2 separate regions of the Mus musculus genome follow, and region 2 is linked to region 1. A link is a contact called in public HiChIP or PLAC-seq data. All regions are on one chromosome and are shown on one strand. The core of a region is the stretch at or near the end of the contact, and the rest is flanking DNA. Distances in the headings are between cores, read along the strand shown.

Evidence for each region. HiChIP or PLAC-seq counts read pairs in DNA pulled down with a chosen protein or histone mark.
Region 2: a CTCF HiChIP or PLAC-seq map of pro-B cells shows a contact between it and region 1, with 7 times the contacts expected there. The contact joins two enhancer-like sites. A contact is called at or near these places in 9 of 39 promoter capture datasets (the 3T3-L1 cell line, 3T3-L1-derived adipocytes, the SN4741 cell line and 6 more), 3 of 15 datasets of contacts at CTCF or cohesin (the NIH/3T3 cell line, large pre-B cells and pro-B cells), 3 of 484 Hi-C or Micro-C datasets (forebrain, stem cell-derived primordial germ cell-like cells and trophoblast stem cells), 11 of 115 datasets of contacts at active chromatin or transcription factors (the NIH/3T3 cell line, astrocytes, craniofacial prominence and 8 more) and 3 of 9 other capture datasets (adipose tissue, embryonic stem cells and pancreatic islet).

The regions. Positions count from the first base shown.
Region 1 is chr19:58,141,438-58,147,177 of GRCm38.p6, reverse strand. No RefSeq gene overlaps it. Among named protein-coding and RNA genes, the nearest start is that of Gm50287, 44 kb to the right of the region's middle. Within about 2 kb of position 3,172, at least 65 of the 459 cell types and tissues checked have an H3K27ac peak or open chromatin away from gene starts, as enhancers often do. A contact at or near this core is called in pro-B cells, where this site is marked.
Region 2 is chr19:58,466,564-58,472,227 of GRCm38.p6, reverse strand. No RefSeq gene overlaps it. Among named protein-coding and RNA genes, the nearest start is that of Gm41876, 13 kb to the right of the region's middle. Within about 2 kb of position 3,262, at least 8 of the 459 cell types and tissues checked have an H3K27ac peak or open chromatin away from gene starts, as enhancers often do. A contact at or near this core is called in pro-B cells, where this site is marked.

The sequences.
Region 1 (5,740 bases), core at 1,923-4,422:
TCCTTACGATTATTCCTCTGTTGCTCAGGATTTCCAATGTTGACAGCTAAATACACCCTAAATAATGAAACAGAACAGAGGTAAGGGACAGGCAGCTGTAGTTTAGGTGCAATACCAGAAGTATCTGAGGACCCACCAGCCCTTCACAGTGAGGAGATGCCCATCTGAAGCCATGTGAGCTGCTTCACTGTTGTGTTAACTCTGTGATGCAGGGGAGGTAGCAAGATTAACATACATAGGGAAAAACCAAACCAAACCAAACCAAACCAAACCAAACCAAACCAAACCAAACTGAAAAACAAACACCAGGAGCCTTACCCACCTGGCTTCATGCAGCAAGCAGAGATGTTCTATGAAAGGCTGTGCTCCTGAGTGGGAGGGAAGATACATGGTAAGTGACTCTATCTATAAAGATGTACCACGTGTCTCTCCTGAGCACTGGTCTACACCCATCCTCAAGATTGTCTTTCTCTTACGTAAAATGAACTGTCTTTGTTTCTGTCACTAACTAGGTGCCCCTGGTACAATCTTTGTCTGGAGACCCAAGAACCTGGAAACTTTAGATGGCACCACACGGCTCTGATCTGTGCTTATAGCAACAGTGGGCCTGCACTTCTCATCCCCGGCTTTGTGACAGCCTGCAAATGTCCTTAATCATCTTTATACTCCACAGACTCAAGTCTCTTTAAGAAGAATTGATTAAATGCTATCACAGGGATTCGGCTTCAACTGCTCTGGTTGGAGTGCTGGGGCACATGGCTCAGGTGTGCAGTCCCTCCTCTTACAGACACGATGTTCCCCCTTTGCAGCCAGAGTACTTCACGCCAGTTACACCACAGGTCTGAAGGAGCCTTGCCAAGTGAAGGGGGCTCCTTGGCTCCCTGTACTGCTGCTACCATCAGCCACAGGATTAATTATTCCTCTGGGCGACTTTAGCTGTTCTAAAGAAAATCCCAGGCAAACAGAACACACCTATTCTTCTTCTAGAAATGTTTGTTTGAATTCCCTCACTCATATCAGACTTAATTATGCAATAACTTAGCAATACCCAGACATCTGCCATTTCTGAGCATATCTGAAAGGCAAAGATTGCAATGCCTTGTGTGGTCTCAGGAGCAGCAGGGATCTTCTCTGGGCTGATGGGGGCAAGTATGGAGGATAAAAAAGGGGGTGGGTACCCCTCCATGTGGATGATGGAGAATTCAAAGTATGTCAAATGGCTGAAGGTAAGATCTTGGCTCATTTCACAATCTAGACTTTAGGGACTATGCTGATTTTCACATAAATAATTCCTGGAGAAGTCACTTCCCATTGGGCCGTGGTTAAAGCATGCCTGCAGCACTGATCTGCTCTATGACTTTTAATCTGGATGGCTACTAATTTGTCTGACAACTCCCCTACCAGCCTCGCTGCCCTCCTGTTCTCTGAGTCAGCATGCTGGCTCTTGGCGGCGCCTACATCATACAGAGCTGTCACCACCATCAAACAGCAGGCCCTCAGGGCTCATGCTCACCAGTAAAGCAATAAGCACTTGTTGGAGTGTTAGCGAGGCCCCGTTGCAGCACCGGTAAATTAATTTTAGAGATGTATCTAGGTCAATGTATCTGTGCACCGCATACAAACACATCAGCCAGTTACCTGTGTTTGCGAATTTGTAAAAGGTTAAAGCCTTCCCTGGTAGTGACTTACCCTTTAGCTAAGTCCCAGATGGAAAAAAAATGGTTACATTCTGCTTCATGGTAACAACTGCAAGATCCACCACACACACACACACACACACACACAGAGAGAGAGAGAGAGAGAGAGAGAGAGAGAGAGAGAGAGAGAGAGAGATTCTGAGAGCTGGACACCACAAACATAGTTAATAATAGTTTTAGGAGCCAGAGTTTAAAAGGCATTAGCATTCCCGACTCCACACCCCATATAACTAGCAGGGCTGATTCAGGATCTTTGATGACCAATAATCCATGAATTTTCTACATCTACTTCTCTATTCTAAGTAAAGAATGTATTTCATAAGGTTCTTTTAGAGGTTAAAACAGCATAGTGAAACAGTTAAACAAAGTTATCCTGATGGCTGGAAGTTAAGCCCCACTAAGAAATAAAGTAAAAACCCAGGATATGGGGAGCTGCAAACGAAATACATTTGATGTGTCTATGAGATTTCTCTGTTAGGAAGGAAGGCGGCAACACAGAGCGTCTGCTTCACTCTCTGTTGGTATGCTGTGCGGCCCACCTCAGTGCCATTGAGAGGGTCCCAAGTACAGACTGAAGCCTTGTGAATGTGGCAGTGTCTTTAGCTGAAGCGAGCTGACAGGTTTTATTCAGCTCATGAGAGTTGCTCTTATGGATATGGGAGGCCAAGTCAGACAAGCACAATACCATCATCACTAGGTATAGACCCAGGCAGATGGAGCTACCTACACCCTGAATCCTACACAGAGATAAGCCAGGCCTGGTGACAAGTACCAGTAATTCTAGAGCTGGGAATACCAGACAAGCAGACGTTTAGCACTCAATGGCCAGCAAGCCTAGCCTACTTGGCGAATTCCAGCGAGAAGCCAGTATGGGTGTGTCTACAAATAATATGGTGGAAGGTGACTGAGGAAGACACCCAACGTTGACCTCTAGCATTCACGTACCTGAGCACATGCTTAGGCACATACACACACACACACACACACACACACACACACACACACACATACACACACACACACACGAGAGAGATAGGGGGGGAGAGGGGAGAGGGGAGGGGGAGGGAGAGGGAGGGAGAGGGGGAGGGAGAGGGAGAGGAGGAGGGAGAGGGAGGGGAGAGAGCGCTAGCTGACTACCATGTTCTCTGGCATCATGGGATCTGCCTAAAGAATAGGCGCTCAGATAGTGTTTGTATTGCCTTGCCAGTAATCCAGAAGGCAACCTGTACCTCTCCCAGCAGCCTGTGGTATGATGTGATGTGGTGCAAATGTCCCGAGGCACCCACGATACACTGGGGCTTTGCTCCTCCAAAGCTGAGAGATGAGGTAAGGCAACTGGACCATCTATGCTTAACAACATGATGTAGGCAGAGTAGTAAAGCAGATAGAGGGTCTCTGCAACAGTTCCATCCCCCGTGAACTTCTGCTCTGCGTTGAGCTCCGAGTCTAGAGATGTGTAAGTCCCAGCTGAGCAGGATATGAACAGTGTGACCACATCCTGTTAGTGTGGGACTTGTAATTGCCAGAGCTGCTTTCTACTCTGTCACTTGCTCAATGATCCAATGAGATTAGATCTGATGTTACTGCTGATAACCATTGTGATGAAGCAGGCTGGGCATCTGGACATCTTAGGGTTGCTTGGAGCTGAAGAATTGAGCTTGTCCCCTTGTTATGGGGGAGCCAGGACTAGTGAAAAAGACTAAAAATGGCCCCCACAGGCTCGTACATTTGAGTGCTTGGTCCCTGGTTGGTGGAACTGCTTGGGAAGAACTAGAATGATTGGTTTGTCTGAAGAGGTGTGTCAATTGGGTGGGCTTGAAGGTTGCAAAAGCAGATGTCATTTCCAATTCTCTCCCTCTCCCTCTCCCTCTCCCTCTCCCTCTCCCTCTCCCTCTCCCTCTCCCTCTCCCTCTCCCTCTCCCTCTCCCTCTCCCTCTCCCTCTCCCTCTCCCTCTCCCTCTCCCTCTCCCTCTCCCTCTCCCTCTCCCTCTCTCTCTCTCTCTCTCTCCCCTCCCTTCAACTTGTGGATAAGACAGAAGTAAGCTCTAAGCTACTGCTCCAGGACCATGCCTGCCTCCTGCCATACTCCCTGCCGTGGCTGTTGTGGACTCACCCTCTGAAATGTAAGCAAGTCCCCAATTAAATGTTTTCATTATTAGCTGCTTTGATCATGATGTGTCTTCACAGCAATGGAAAAGTAACAAAAACATTACTTATTAAGTATGGGAAAGTATGACTTTGACTGAAACTGTCCCTGTCATTGGGACATCTACTTAGAGGACAGTGGCCAAAGTTGATGACATTTTCCTTCCATAGTGTGAAAGGTCTGTTTGGCAAGCATTTCATATCTGCCTCTTGGTTGCCATGCAAGCTTAGGCTTCTCTTAGTGAGAATTTTGGTTTCTTTAAAAACACAGAAATATTATAAGAATGTGTTTTCATTTTAAATCCAGGTGTGGGCTATGGAGCTGCTTCAGATTACCCATAGCAGTTGACTCTGATTTGCCTCGTGCTCTAGCAGGGGTGTGGTTTTGCCAGCCAGCTGCAGATAGTTTCTGAGATTGTCAAGTTTGGAATTCTGGGGACTTTTCACAGTATATATAAATGCTAGGGCCCTGATAGAAGGGACTGTTGGCCAGTTGGTGGTTGGTTGCAGTTGGTTGCAGTTTGTTAAGTAGCCATGCACAAAGAAGAAACAACAAGGAGAAATTAGATATCCTGATGGTGAAGATCTAACTTGCTCCTAGGAATTCAATGCTCCTAATCAGCAGGAAGTAGTCTGTCAATATCGAAACCCTCTTTCTGTTCTATCCTTTTTCCTTTCCTGCCTACTGTTAGGGGGTTGAAAGGGTGGAAGAAGGGGGTAGAGAAGGGTGGAAGAAAAAAAGAACCCACCAAGTACTCAAAAATAGCCTCAAATTAGAAGGCAATAGCATTTGCCAGGACAAAAGCAAGTCCTAATGGAACTTATCCCAGGGGGTGTAGTGACTACACAGCTAAGAGCTGCCAGGACCAGTTCATGTCCCCCAAGGCCATTATGTCACATGACCAGGAATGGCTGGGTGAAGTGCATCAGCTGTGTTATGAATGGACTCCATTTTTTGGAAGATCAACGTAGGCAGCATAAAGGAAGGAAATACCTGGGTAAAGTTCTCCAAAGTTGTTTCTTGTCCGTTTTGAGAACAGCAGCTTGTGTTCCCTCATCCACCATTCAGAGGCTACACATCAATGTATGGAAGTAAATGGGCCCACACTGTTGTGTGTGTAGTTGATGCTTCAGGCTGGTCAGTCAGCACAGTGAAAGGTGAACTTCTGTTGCCCTAAATAAAGAATTAACCAGGGCCTTTATCAAAACCACAGAGCCCCACACTACTCTACCTGATTTAGGAACAGTTGGCTTCTGGCGTGCCTCATTAGCACAGGCAGACCATGACATGTGTCCTTGTAAAAGTTTATTTTCAAACATTTATAACTCCTGCAGAGACCTTCAGGTGGGTATTTATCAATTAAAATTTAGGTAACAGTGAGGTGTGACAGCTCATGGCTATAAGCTCAGGAGTCAGTCTGTGTTCTATGAGATCCTGTGTCAAAAAAAAAAAAGGAATAAACAAACACATAAAAATAAAAAGCACAGGCATTAATACTGTCCATGTTACCCAGTCTACCTTCTAGGCCCCGCCCACCAAAGCCAGAAAACCACCTTGGAGGCCACAATCTTGTGGGACCTGGAGACTCTACTCTGTGGTCTGTTCAGAGTTGCAGAGTATCTGGTGCTGCGTTTCAGTCATAGCTCCTCCATCCCAAGTTGCTCCTAAGGAGTCCCCAGTTGGGACGCCCTATCCCTCACCGTCCAATATCGTCTTAGGACTTGTCAACATGAAAATTCTTACTGACTTTCTAGATCAGAAACAACAAGAGGGCCCAGGCTTTGCTTAACAAGTAACCCTGTGCTGTAGTTCACTCTGATAGATGCCGTTGTTTAAGAAACTGTTTTATGAAAAATAAAAAGCCTATTTTCCCACTTACTTGGAAATGAAACAGTAA
Region 2 (5,664 bases), core at 2,013-4,512, 320 kb before region 1:
AAACTTGTCATGGAATTCAACTGAGTTATGGCTCTCATCTGTAGTCATCATGCTGATAAATATGCTCACAGAAGTTCCAGTATCTTAGTGGCTCGGTTGCTGGTAGGAGTCCCATCACCCAGGATCACTAGATAAGGAATGCAAACTCCCTTCACCTCTTCAGCTCCTTTCTACTCAAGCTTGCAGGTCAGTTTGACTTTGTTAGAGAGATTTCTCCACCGCTTGCTGATGCCCAGCTCAGGGTCCACCTGTATCTGTCACTTGTGTTGTCAAATAAGGTAAACATGAAGATTTCTGTTTGAACTGATACTGTTCTTACATACCTAGCAGCATTATCCATAGCCAAGGGTGAGCAAAGTCTAGAGGAAAGATGGCAGGCACATACACACAATCTTAGTCTTAGAAGGAAGAACATTCTAATATATGTTAGACTATGGGTGGCCTTTGGGACAGGATGCTGGGTACCTGGAGAAGAGCGGGAGATGATCAAAGGCTGGACGTAGAAAGTATTGATGGTTACATAACCATATAAACGTACTTAATGAGGCTCAACTTAAAATTGATCGAAACATAATATGCTGCCAGTTGTGCTTTGCAGCAAATTGCAGAGTGGAGCCTCGTGGCATGCTCCTTGTATGAGTGATCCTTGGCTCACTCAACCAGAAAAGGGAGAGAGGACAAAGGTATGAGAGAAGAAAGGTGCAAAGGAGGAAATAGACTTTTTCCTGGTGAATATGGTGCAAAACCTGGAAGACAACAGTGCAATCCGCATTAGCTTCCGTGCTTCTGACTTCACGGGAATCTATGCTCTGCAGTTGCTGGGCTTCACCAAAGCTCTGTAAGTGCAAGGCTAAGGTCTGTCTGTGCATGTTCAGTATTGAGTAAAATCCTTGTCTTGGAGCAGTACTCGCTGTGTATTTACTGCGTTATTGTGTTTCAACATGAGCGGTGTAGTTCTTACTTGTAAAATGAATGGAGTTGTCTCGAATGGTTCATAGGATGCAGATCTGAGGCAATTAGAGAACTGTGCAAGGTGTCTGAGGGGGAGCAAAGAGTCAGACCTTGGAAATTTATTATCACCACTCAGAGGAGGCATTGGGTTGTTCGAGGTTTGGACAGAGGGAATTGCAAACTCAGCTACGTCATGCCTCAATTATGGTTGGTTCTGATGCCAACTTAACACAGAATAACAGGACCTGAGTAAGAGCCTTACCAGAAGAACTATCCTGACTGACTTAACTGATATGGGAAGACCCACCCCAACGTGGGCAGCACGTTCTAGTAGCACTCCTGATAAAAAGAATATGGTAGACGAGTGATTACCTGTACGAGTGATTATGGTAGACTGGCCTTACCTCCTGCTTCTGAGTTTATGTACCTGTGCGGTGGCGGCGGCTCCTCCTCCTCTTCCTCCCCCTCCCTCTCCTTCATTGACAGCACAGCTAGTATTTCTAGGCTTCCACCAAGGCCTAAGGACCGCTGATTGCGAATGTTGAGGTATTGCACCTTGTAGACTGAGAAAGTGCTAGATAATTAACTCCCCCACTATGAAACTGCTACTGTGGGCTACTCTGACTACTGAGGCACCTACCCCAAGGACAAAGTAACTACCCAGTTCTCAGCCTCTCTAGTGGGAATCCGTTGATGTTCCTATTTTAAAATAAGATGGCTTAATAGATTCATATCTATGTATGTGTGTATACATGTACATACACATACATTGCCTTGGTTCTATTCCTTTAGCAAACCCTAACTAGTATAGCCACCTAGCAGGCAATGTGAGCCTTCATCAAGATAGTCCCATATTACCTGACACATAAAGTAGGAGGAATTGGATGGATGAAGTTGTACATGCCACATGACTGAGAGCTCCCTGTAGGTACTGTGTGAGTTCATACCCAATGTCAGATCTCTGGATTGTTCAAAAGAAGCTGGAAATAGGATTTATTTTTGAGACAGGCTTCTCAGTGTAACAAACCTTAGCTGTCCTGGAATTCTCTAGGTAGACCAGGCTGGCCTTGAACTCCCAGAGATCCGCCTGCCTCTGGCTCCCTGTACTGAGACTAAAGGCATTTGCTACCATATCTGGTTTCATCTGAAATTTTCTAATTGTGTAAGCTGCCTATTTAAAGGTTTATAAAGCTCAGTGCACACAAAAACGTAACAAAATCACTTCTTTTTTTTTCTTTTCTTTTCTCTTCTTTTCTTTTCTTTCTTTCTTTCTTTTTTTCTTTTCTTTTTTTTGTAGTTTTTAATGGGCTGTATGTTCGCATCTGCTAATCTGTCCTAAGGCTCAGGCTGTGCCGGGCAGAACCAGTATCTTCTGTCTCAGTCAGTATCACTGTACCTGTGCATCCGGGAGACCGTCTAATTCAGATCCATCAAAATGGAAAGAAAGGGTGATGTCTCCCGTCTTATAATTAGCCCGCTGTGAGTGGAGTTCAAGGGTCTCCAGGGCCAGGATGGAGGTTTGAATGCACTGAGTGCTGCTGACAGGACCACAGCCCCACAGGCTGGGACAGTAGTGTCAGAGGGCTGTGGTGGATGCTCATTTTGAATCGGTTTTCCTGCAGGTTTCTTGTTGAGCTAGTTAATGTCTTACGTACACTGGGAAGGACAGAATCGTTTTCCACAGCCAGGGGGCGCTAGCAGTCCGCCTTTCGTCTACAAATGGACGCTCTATCATTTGCAAGTCTAAGAACGAATGAGTTTTTTCCCCCACGGTTGCCTGTAAATATTAATACTTTAATATAATAGAAATATTTTAATCCATATGCAGAATGACTGATCTACTTTGCCCAATCGTTTTCTTTATCTCTCTGGTTTTCCTCTTTTTAAACTTTTTGATTTTATGTGGACTGTATTTAGAAAACAGCTGAATTAGAATGTAAATTCTGCAGGAAGGGATTGCTCATGCCAGGTCACCACAGCATGCATTGAAGTGGACAGTCTTTGATTTGAATCTTATCTGGCCCATTTAAGGGTAGACTACACCTCGATGTTGATAAATAACAAAATAATAATAATAAATCCTCTGTCAAAGTAACATAATTTACCCACTTAAAAACCAAACTACTTACTTCCCAGCTGTTAGGGTTGCTCAAGAAGAGGAGAAAGAGGCAGAGTGTCTGACGTTGCCTCTGCTTGTTTCTCTGGCTACTTTGTTCTTGACATTTCCTCTATCGAGGCATTGAAATGTGCTAATTTAGCCCTAATTCTCGGCTGCTCCCTAGGCCCTCCATTCTGCTCTAAGTCACGTTTTTAAAGCACTTAGAGGCATTTACTGGACAGACTTACAAATCTCCATCCTGTTTCCACAGCTCAGTCGCATACAAAAGGCTGAATACCCCACTTCCCTGCTGCCTCCGTTCCCTAAAAATATTGATTGTGGTCAAGGCGGGAGGCAGAGGAAAATTTCTCTCGTGTAGGCAAAAAAGCTACAGAAAAGAAAAAACAACAACAACAACAACCTTTTTTTGAATTGGTTTCTTTCAGATGCTAAATGCCCACTTCCTCTTTCTTATCAGCCACTTTAATGTACTACTGGAAATAAACTTAAACAAGTACCCACACATACTTTCAGTTTCCTGAATATACCAAATGTTGCTGTTTCCCAGATGTACTGACTTCGGGAAAATAGAAAATGTGCTTTATTCCAGACCTTTCTTTCCAATTTGCAAACCCAAGAGAGTTTAAGGGAAATGCAACCCAGATGCTTCTGGGCATTCACACTCCCACGGACTTATCTAAAGCAACCTTTTCCTTTATGACAGTAATTTGATGTCTGTGAAGCTTTTAAAAATAAATCTTGGGACTTCTCTTTTTAAAATAAGGAAACAGAAGTTTCTATGGAGAATATTAAATTAGTATAAACCCTTAAAAACTTATCTTTGGCTTTAAATGTAAAACGTCATTTCGTTAAAAGTGGCTTCTGAACTCACTTCAAAGCTGTCACATTATGTATTTGCTGGTATACTGTCATTCCTTTATGCGTTGTTTCAAGACCCCTTTGTGTAGTGAATCATTCATTCATTCATTCATTCATCCATCCATTCAGCTTATGAGGTATCTGGTCTGCCTGGCTTGCCGTGCAGACAAGTGATGGAGACACAGCAGCAACAGACAGGACCCTGTCCTCATGAAACTTGGTATCTAGGAGAAAAGAGACAGTGAACAGAGCCACAGTCGGATGAGAGCATGCAAGGGGACAGGCAGAGGCGCCTTGCAGGGCAAGTCTCTGGAAAGCTGACCTCAGCCTAATAAAAAGCTCAAGAGCTAGGGCTGGGCAAAGAGCCAGGCTGAGGAAATAGCAGGTATCAAGGTCTAGGGTATGACCCAAAGGAGGCCCAAATGTCTAGGGATTACCAAGTTAAGGGGGTGAGTGCTAGATAATGCTATGATGATCGTGCAATACTACAGGAGGTCCCCACCTGTCTCTTAGGATTCACAGCACCGTCTACATGGAGCCAAAGAGGCTATACCAGCACGACACACCTCTCAGACCAGTGTCTCCAGAAAGGCAGAGAAATGCCTCTGGCTGTGAACTGTTTTAGCTATGTGCAGCTAGATAAAAGCATAAGTAAATGTTTGTGTGGGTGTCTGTACACAGGTATGGGTATGAATGTATGTGTGTGCATCCTTTGGATTTTACTGAGTCCTGCCACACTGTGGCCATTGCTGTAGTTAAGTTCTTCCTTCTCTTAGCTTTGCAGCAACCTCTTCAGTCCCCCAGCCTTGGCCTCTGTTTCCTGGTGTGTGTGTGTGTGTGTGTGTGTGTGTGTGTGTGTGTGTGTGTGTGTAACTGTTTTCTTGCTGGGAAAGAACTGTTTTCTTGCTGGGAAAGGGTCTCCATGCATAGCCCAGACTGGCTTCAAACTTGTAATCCTACTGCCTCAGTGTAGCAGTTTGGATAGGTCTGGCCCCCATAGACTTATGTGTTTGAATGCTTGGCCTATAGGGAGTGCCACTATTAGGAGGTGTGGCCTTGCTGGAGCGGGTGTGATCTTGTTGGAGAAAGTGCATCACTGTAGGGGCAGGCTTTGAGGTCTCCTATGCTCAAGCCATGCCCAGTGTGTGACACAGTCTCCTGCTGCTTGCAGATCAAGATGTAGAGCTCTAAGCTCCTTCTTCAGCTCCCTGCGTGCTGCCATGTTTCCTGTCATGGCAGTGATGGACTGAATGTCTGAGCTATAAGCCAGCCCCAACGAAGTGTTTTCCTTTACAAGGGCTGTTGTGGTCCTGGTGTCTCTTCACAGCAATAAAACTCAAAGACGGCCAGCTTCCCAAGGGCTGTGCTTTCTTTTGGTTTAATAATGTCTCCTGCTGAAGCATCCTAAACAAATTGCCGATAAATGGCTCTGCCATCAGAATCCAGGGCAACCTCTCCCCAAATCTCCCTCAGCAGTCCTGGCCCCTCATTCCTGTGCTGCAGTCATCCAGCTGTGTGCACCTTCTTCTCTTTTACTGGTAACCCGACTTCTCGTGGACTCTGAGAAAGATCACGAACAGGGCCTTAAACATAAAATTGTCAAGTACATAGAGAGAGGAAAAGGTTGATTTACTAGACCTTGAACTGTGACCCTCATGCAGTGTTCAAATCATAACTGCACCACCTCAGAAAGTGATCTCACTTTGGAGAGCAATAAAGTTTAAAAAAAAAAAAAA